Regions from separate parts of the Sus scrofa genome. Here all the other regions are linked to region 1. Evidence: chromatin contacts called from public Hi-C data. All regions are on one chromosome and are shown on one strand. Each heading gives the region's core, a stretch centred on a gene start, on an enhancer-like site or on the middle of the called end of the contact. The rest is flanking DNA. Distances are from core to core; before and after follow the strand shown. Region 1 holds the start of DNAAF2 (protein kintoun). Region 2 overlaps LOC110262125 (a long non-coding RNA gene). Region 3 holds the start of VCPKMT (protein-lysine methyltransferase METTL21D).

Evidence for each region. A called contact is a pair of places that touch in the nucleus more often than the background predicts.
Region 2: a contact with region 1 is called in a Hi-C map of embryonic fibroblasts, with 4 times the contacts expected there. The contact joins the enhancer-like site here to the promoter of DNAAF2 in region 1. A contact is called at or near these places in 1 of 5 promoter capture datasets (liver), 6 of 47 Hi-C or Micro-C datasets (alveolar macrophages, blood, embryonic fibroblasts and 3 more) and 1 of 2 datasets of contacts at active chromatin or transcription factors (alveolar macrophages).
Region 3: a Hi-C map of liver shows a contact between it and region 1, with 2.0 times the contacts expected there. The contact joins the promoter of VCPKMT here to the promoter of DNAAF2 in region 1. A contact is called at or near these places in 10 of 47 Hi-C or Micro-C datasets (alveolar macrophages, embryonic fibroblasts, epiblast stem cells and 7 more) and 1 of 2 datasets of contacts at active chromatin or transcription factors (alveolar macrophages).

What each region holds. Positions count from the first base shown.
Region 1 is chr1:179,489,784-179,492,623 of Sscrofa11.1, forward strand. It overlaps DNAAF2 (protein kintoun), which reads right to left and starts at 1,353. Exons shown (of 3, transcript XM_003121803.5): 1 at 1-1,353. The coding sequence starts at 1,223. LOC110262104 (a long non-coding RNA gene) reads left to right here and starts at 175. Exons shown (of 2, transcript XR_002346676.1): 1 at 175-413; 2 at 675-2,840.
Region 2 is chr1:179,883,407-179,886,106 of Sscrofa11.1, forward strand. The region is part of intron 1 of LOC110262125 (a long non-coding RNA gene); the gene reads right to left. Among named protein-coding and RNA genes, the nearest start is that of VCPKMT, 23 kb to the right of the region's middle. Within about 2 kb of position 1,370, at least 55 of the 83 cell types and tissues checked have an H3K27ac peak or open chromatin away from gene starts, as enhancers often do. A contact at or near this core is called in alveolar macrophages, embryonic fibroblasts, fetal skeletal muscle and 2 more, where this site is marked.
Region 3 is chr1:179,906,064-179,908,763 of Sscrofa11.1, forward strand. It overlaps VCPKMT (protein-lysine methyltransferase METTL21D), which reads right to left and starts at 1,376. Exons shown (of 6, transcript XM_021101519.1): 1 at 620-1,376; 2 at 412-522; 3 at 168-240. The coding sequence starts at 885. SOS2 (son of sevenless homolog 2) reads right to left here. Exons shown (of 23, transcript XM_021101439.1): 23 at 1,515-2,700.

The DNA of each region.
Region 1 (2,840 bases), core at 103-2,602:
TCGGCGCCCGCAGCTCCAGCTCGGCCGGGATCCGAGCCTCCGTCCCCTGCACGAATCCCCGCTGGGCCCGCCTCCCCTTGGCGAGCGGAAGCGCAGGCCGCGCCATCAGTTCCGGGCCGGTCGGCGGCCTCTTCCGGGGTCGCGGCGAGCTCCGGGAGCGAGACTGTCACCGCTACCGGAAGCGTGACTACCAGCTGCCGCCGGGCCTTGTTGAACTGCGCCTTGCCGCGGCTGTCGTCCACCCGGTATGGAAGCGAGAGCCGCAGCTGGTAGTCGGGTTTCCGTGAGTCGAGGCACAGCAGCTTTCCAGTCACTTCCAGCGCTGCCTGCTCAGCCGACCGCAACAGCGGCAGCTCAATGGTGACGACCAGCTCGTGGGGCACAGTGCTGGGGGCTGAGTCCCGAGAGCAGCGGTAATCCTGGAGGTCCACGTGGTGGCGCTGCACCACGCTGTAGCGAGGCTCTGTGGGGGCGGGCTGCTGGACCGCCTCGGGAGGGGAGGGCGCCTGGGGCCGGGGGATCGCGGCACTCCCAGCGGCCACAGGGCCCGGGTAAGGGTAGGGGAAATCAGGGAGCGGGCTCTCCGGTTCCCCCTCGGGCCGGGCCGGGACGCCCCCGGGTAGGGGCGTGCGCAGCACGGCAGCCTCCGGGGTCCCCTTGTACTTGATTTTCAGGGTCTTGGCATTCCTGCGGTCCAGCTTCACGCCGAACTGCTTCTCCACGGCCTCCAAAGCCGTGGCGTCCAGCATCTGGCGGAAGCGCTCGTGGCGCCGGGCCAGCGCGAGTGCGTCTGGGTGGAAGACCACGTCGTAGACTGTGTAGCGGATGCCGCGCCCCCCCGCGTACTCGCGGCCGGGCGCCAGACTGTAGGGCAGGGACCACTGGCTGCCGGACGCCGCGCTCCCAGAGCTGGGCCGGCTGCTGGGCGCGCCCACCAGGGCATTGCTGCATACATTCACGAAACAGCGCCGGGCCCCATCCAGGCTGGTGCGCAGCACGTGGCCCGGCTCCGGGTGCACAAACCGCACCTCCACGCCGCGCTCACGCTCCAGCGCGGTAATCTCCTCCTCGTAGCGCCGCCGGTTCTCGGGGTCCGTGAGCTCCTCCGCATACTCAGAGAACATTCGCCGAAACTTGGGGTCCTGGAAAGCGGAGGTGAGCCGCTGGACTTCCTCTCCGCTCAGGTCCAAGTCCTCCAACGGCGAAGAGGCTGCCTTGGCCATGCTGCCCCTCCGCTCCTTCCCAGTGGTCAGGGGAGATCGATCCGAGACGGAGTGGGTGGGACGATCAGTGTTGTCGCTCTTCTGCGGAGAGAGAGGCCGCGGAGGCCAGTAAACCGCTAGACTGTTGAGCCTTGGGCAGCGCGTGCTCGTTGCTATAGCGACACCACCAATGCTGTGGGGGAGGGGCAGGAATAGAGTGATGGAAATGCCAGAAATAGCCTTAGTTTCTCCAAACAAACATTCCGCATTTTTTTAGATTCCTGTGCCATAGTGCAGTTACTGCTGCAGAATAACCATCCTAATAATTGTTATAATTTCCAGCATTATGTACGTTATCCACTGTTCACTGGATCCGCATTTCACAGATGGGACCTGAGAAGTTACCTGACCATAATCATAGAGTTGGTGCATTCACAAGCTGTGATTCTAACCTAAGTTTATCTGCTTTTCACTTCGCTAAACCAATATTTCAGTCTTCTAGCTATTTTACCAGTTTGTCCTGTTTACAACTCACTTAGGGCAAGAGATATGGGCAGGCTATTCATAAATAATCGATGCTCAGTAAAGATATGCCCTTACTGATAATAAAAATGCAAATATAATACCACATGTTACTGAAAATGGCAATGGCTTTTTTTTTTTTTTTTTAGCAATCACTATATTTCCTTGGGGTAGTAGGAGAATTGTATTAGTAAAACCTTTCTAGAGAGTAGTTTAGTAGCTATATGGAAAGCCTTTAGTATGTGCATACTCTTAACATATTTATTTTTTTTTCCATTTATACAAATGGGATCATTCCCTACATACACTTTTGCCCTTTGTTTTTTTGCACTTATAATAGTATATCCTGGAGATATTTCTTTGTAGTTATTGATTTCCTCCACTTGACTATCTTTGTCATGAGAAAGTTCAGACTTAAAGAGAAGAAGACCTGCAAGGCTTCTCTGAAAGAATGCAGATTTGTTTGTAGCTTATGGATTTAAAAGGCAAGCTGTTTATTGAGACTGCGTGCTTTGGTTCATGGCTTCTCAAGGTGGTGTGATTGTCCTGTTAAAAACAAAAGGGGAGTTTGCTTGATGATAAACTCAGGCTGTGTGTGGGCTAACTAGAAAATGGAGTATGCAATCAGCGGATTAACCTGCCATGTAGCAGAAGGCGGCTGTCTCCAGGTGGGCCATCCTCAGCCTGCCCTGCACCCTGAATCTTGATTGAGGCTGGAACTCTGCTATTGACTTGTGTCATTGTTGAAGCCTGTGAACCTCCCAGGACCCCTGTTTTTATGTCTATTAGATGAACGTGGCAATACCTGTCCTCTCAGTGGGTTTGCTGTGTGGACTGCCAGGTTTGCAGACCCAAATACCTTTAAGGCTTATGTAGGCAAGTACCTAAGTCAAGTGAGGCTGCTGTAAGTAATAGGAAGTAGGGGGGACTATAACTAAGAGGAAGTCAATCACACACATGCACACCCTCCCAGATTTAAACCTTTATAAACAAATAACATCCTGGCCAAACAAAGCATATCTGTGGGCTACTTGCAGCTCTCCATTAAGAGTATGCATCCTATAAATTTGAGTTATGATTTCTGAGGAAATGCCACTGCTGTGACTGTCTCACTCC
Region 2 (2,700 bases), core at 120-2,619, 390 kb after region 1:
AAAGACTACAAAGATATGAACCCTGTCTCAGGAAGCTGGGCTCTTTTTTGTTTTGTTTTGTTTAACCTATGCTGAAATACTCCCCTCTGACCTTAACACTGCCACATGCCTAAATACAAAGACCTGGTGAAATAATAATAACAGATCCCAGTTACTAAGTACCAAGTGCTTTATATACATCGTTACATGAATGCTCACAATAAATCTTTGAGGTAGCTATTAATTTTTCAAATACCCAGAGAGAACCAAACGGAAGGCCAAAGTGGGAGCCTAGATTCTTCTCTGTAAAAGAGGAACCTGGACTGGATGGGTAAGGCCCCTTCCAGCTTTAAACCATCTGTAGTCTAGAGTCAATTGCATTTTCCCCCAAAGTCAGCCGCATTTGGGGTGGTGGTCCTGGAACTGAGCAATTCCTGTGGGGTTCTCCCTGATATACAAAGTATGAAATGGCAACATCATCCTTGGCCTTCTACTTTGCAAATTTGTTTTGTGTTGGCCATGCTGGTTTTATGAAGCAGCTTGTGAAGGTGCTTAGAGACCTTGAGAGCCTCCAGGGAACACATTCTGTACATTTGATTTAAACCTCCTCCCTTCCTCTAAAAAAAAAAAAAAAAAAAAAAAACTCAGTCCCCTCCACAGTTTCACTCAGGAGAGAGATTCAGCTGAGTTCCCCTCCTGTGGCTTTTCAGCTTGCGTCAGGCCGCTGGGCAAGGCTGAACCAGAGCTCGGAATGACGTGACCTCACTTTTGGTGTCTGGTTTCAAAGCACTTATTTAAGGCTCTGATTCTACTGCAGCTGCACATTTTCTGCGCCATTCTCTTCCATCCCTGCCTTAAACGTTTCAGTCTACCCAGCCAAGCTCTCTCTCTCTCCCCGTTTCTCTCCCACACATATTCTCATTCATTCCCCATCTCTTTGAAGATGTTTCATAGTTGAAAATAAACACATCAAAATTAAGACGGTTCCCTGTGACAATAAAGCATATACAGAAGTGAAAGCCAGAGTTCTTAAAACCTCAGTCATTAGGGAATGTCTTTGAAACCATCCTCCTCTTTACAAGGCTGAGAGCTACAATAAATACAACTCGTCAGAGACTCAGACATACTCAGAATGAGAAAGGCACACATTTATTATGAGCAGCTGCATTCATCTGAGTTCCTGGAGGGGTGTGGGGGAAGACTGGCATTCATTCACTGCTCTGGAAGAACCTGATGCCATCTGCACCCAGAGAAGCTTGTTCCCAGCACCATGTGTAGAACCCATCAGGCAGGGACATCTACACAGACATGACCAACTTCTCCAGGGAGCTGGGTGCACTGGGCCACCAGGGGCTGGACCCAACCCTGCATCCTGTTCTCTCCTTGGATCCACCAGCATCTCGGAGTGGGCGGGGCCGTGGAGGAGGGCTTCCAGAGCAGTTCTCCATCCTCCTACTCCACACCACTCCTCCCCCAACCCCAACCCTCCAAAGAAACATTTTAAGGGCCCTAAGTCTGCAGTCTGCCTTCCAGGTGGAAGAGGGGCAGGGCCCAGCCAAGCACCTTTAAACCCCTCATCCCTCAGGGATTAAAATCCTGCCATCTGTGAAAAGAAGGCACCACTTTATTTCCGTCTGGGCCATCACTTGGGTGGGGCTTTCCTTCTAGATAGTTTTTAACAAATAGAAATACAGACCACGCAGTTAAATTTGAATTTCAGATAACAAATATGTTTTGGTATAAATATGTCCCCAACACTGCAAGGGGCATGCTTATACTAAAACATTTTTTTGTTATTTATCTGAAATTCAAATAGAACTGGGTGTCCTGTAAGTTATCTGGCAACCATACTCCCCTTAGTCTTCTCTCCCCCCAGGCCTTTCCAGGGAGTGTTTATTTTTGCTGTGTGTGCTCATACAGAAAGTTTTCACTTCTGATTCTCCTGGGATTCCTGGCGAAAAGGCAAAGACTTCAGGCCACATCCACTGAATGTGGTAAGACCCAGAAATACACATTTTACCAAGAATCTAGGTGCTTCTGATGCATATGTGTATGTTATCTATTGCTTCCTAACAAATATCCCTAAAACACAGAAGCTAAAAACAACCAACACTGATTATCCCAAAGTTCCTATACATCAGGAAGGTGGGATTGACTTAGCTTTGGGATTCTGGCTAAGGGGTTCTCATGATGCTGTAATCAAGGTGTTGGTTCAGGCTGCAAACACTTCCAGACTGTGCCTGTGCTGGAGAAGCTGCTGTCAATCAGGTCTTTTTTGACTTTTAGCTGAAAACATTGGTTCCCCATCACATGGCTCTGCTGGATTTTCCCCCAAGCTAGGGTGTGTGTGTGTGTGTGTGTGTGTGTGTGTGAGAGAGAGAGAGAGAGAGAGAGAGAGAGAGAGAGAGAGAGAGAGGGAGAGAGAGAAAGAGAGACTGAGACTTTTTAAGACAAATCCAAATCCAGACTAAGAGAAATTATCCATATTGAGAGGCAGGAATCTTTGGGGGCTGTCTTAGAGGCTGTCCACCACCACTGTCAAGTTTGATAATGACTATTACAGATTAGTCCTCAACACACTGCAACCAAAACCACATTTTAGAAATAGGAGACAGTCCCCATTGTGGCCCAGAAGAAACAAATCTGACTAGAATCCATGAGGATGCAGGTTCAATCTGTGGCCTTGTGCAGCGGGTTAGAGATCCGGCATTGCCCTGAGCT
Region 3 (2,700 bases), core at 126-2,625, 420 kb after region 1:
TGTGTAAGTTGTAGTCCGTGGTGACTTTTATTTTCTCTTTACTGTATCATCAATTACAGAATAAATTTGCATTAAAAGATGTAAAAATGCTTAGACATGTGTGCTTTAGAACCCATGGAAAACGGTGTATGCAACCTCTAAACGAAGAAATTTCACTCATTACTCACCTCTTCGTAGTATATGCAGTCAGCCATCAGTATGTAGTCTGGTGGAGAAGGAAAGTCTTCTATTTCTTCCCCCCTTAAAAATGTCAACCAAATATTTTTCACTGTTGCTTTAATAACTTAAAATATTCTTGTTTTATAAACAAGACCCAGAAAATTCCCTTCGAATTAACCGTACTTACAGTGAAACACAATTTAAAGCAAACTACAAATCGTTATCTAAAAAAAGCTTAAAGGCCATACAAACCATTTCAGTACCTTGGCTTGAATAGAACCAGTGACAAGATGCTTGTTCATATTAATATTCATCTTCAGTAAGTCCTGCAATTCCTCAAGATCGGTGACTATGACATCTGCCCTATAAAATAACATTGATTGAGGTAGAGGCACAAGGTTGGGAAGCCGGTAATGGCGGTTTCTCCAACAAAGCGCCGTCCCTTCCCGCCAGCTCTTACCCGAGGGTAGCAGCCATGAGCCCCACCGCCCCGGTGCCAGAGCCCAGCTCCAGCACCGACCGCTGGCTCAGAGTGTGGGCCCCATCGCCGGAAAACCCGGGCGTTTCCAGGTATTTAGAAAGGACAATGGCAGCGTCCCAAACAACGCAACCCACGCCGCCGGAGCCATACTGCTGCAGTCGTAACACCGTGCCATCTCGCTTCTCCAAAACTCGCACAAAGTTCAGCAGCGTGTCCTCCTCGGATGACTCCAGAGTAGCCGCCATCGCTGCCTGGCAACAAGATGTGGCGCACACAGTGACATCACAACCATGCGCACAGCCCCGCTCCTCGACTGGCTTGGGGCCCCGCTTCTCCTGGCGGAGGTGTTGGCGCCAGAGCGCATGCGCGAAGGCAGAGAGCCCGGAAGGCAAGGCTCCACCAAAGTGCCTACCCCGTGGCCAGGGCTTCCCCTAGGAGCGGAACTGACACGTTCTTCCCAAAATTTCAAGTCTGGCTTCAAGAACTGACAGTTTAGATCAATTTTCCGGACAAAGCTAGTATTATAATCTGCTCTTAAAAAAAAAAAAGCCAACCTGAGTATTTTTACCTGGTTGGAGACTGATTCACACAGCATTTGCCGGCCTTAAATCCAGGCAGCTTCCAAGATTCTACCGAGGATAGCTATCATCCTACTAATTTTAAATTTAGGAGGATAAGATTTTCTAACATGCTAATTTTTCATCTGAATGCAGTAACAGTGAAGGTAAAGTTATCCCTCCAAAGTTTACATCACTTGAATTCTTTAGGATTATGGAATTTTAATTGCACAAAATAGGGAAAATAATTTATTTCTACAGAACTCAACAATCTTACCCCCTTGTTCCATATAATGAAAACACATATTTTAAAAGTCTTTAAAAAATTAAGACTTGGGTGATTTATTAATCTTGTTAGAAACTCTGATACAAAGCACAGTAAAAGGCCACTGACCAGTAAATAAACAACGTGGCTTCTGACTACTTTACAACTGCTGCTGTGGCACTGAGAGCAAAACACACTTTTTCATCACTTTGAGGGAAGGAGTCCAAATCAAATGGCAAATAAAAGTTTTACTCACTTTTCTGATTAAAAAGTTTAATAAAGCTTTAAGTATATGCTGGTTTAAATATTACCAATCTAAAAAAATATTTTAAAAAATTTTATTAACACAGGATTTACAGGGAAAGTTATTAGGTTTTCAAGGCAATGCAGTTGGTTCCTAGGCCATAAGAAACTTGTCCTCTGAATTCATGAATTAGTAAAGTAGCAGATTGTATTATAGGCCTTAAGTCACATAAACTTATATACATTATTAGCACTGTCTTTAAATATACAATATAAACAAAACTGTACATATATGGCATATTAACTTTACATCCCAAAACAATAGGCAACTCGTTAGCTAAAGACATCATAGTCTGCAAAAACAAAAAGGCACATCTGTATAAGATATATGCCCTTTTTCCCTCTATGATTGGGTTAGGTAGTCTGTTTACATTTTGACAAAATAATAAACACAGTGCATTCTATTATTTTCATTCTCTTTTTCATTTTTGTCTTCAGCAGCAAATTCTGGCATTTAAGACATGGCATTAAAGAGTTTAAGAACAGTGGGTGTTATTCACAATTTTCCTAAATGTAAAAACTAGATGTAAAAACTAGAAGATGGTCAAAGAGGCTTAAAAAATCAGTATCACTCACCCCCCCCATACGTGTGTAAATTCACTGCCTTAAAAAGTCATCTATTACTCAAATTTGAAAAATTCCACAAATGCACTATCCCCTTTCAGTGCAATCAATTATCACTTTAAACCATATTTTAGCAGAGTCTACAGTGCAAATATAATTTCTTTATACTGGCCTTTTGGCAGCACTGAGGATCTAAGACAAGGCAATGCTACTGATCACCTGAGGATAATGGTAAAGGACTTCTGTATTTTCATTTTTCCAATTTTTAAAAGCTTATTTGATCAGTAGCATTTTTGTAAGAGCATTATTTTTAAAAAGTACTAAAATACTATGCATTTTTGAATAAATTAAAAAAAAACTTTACAAATACC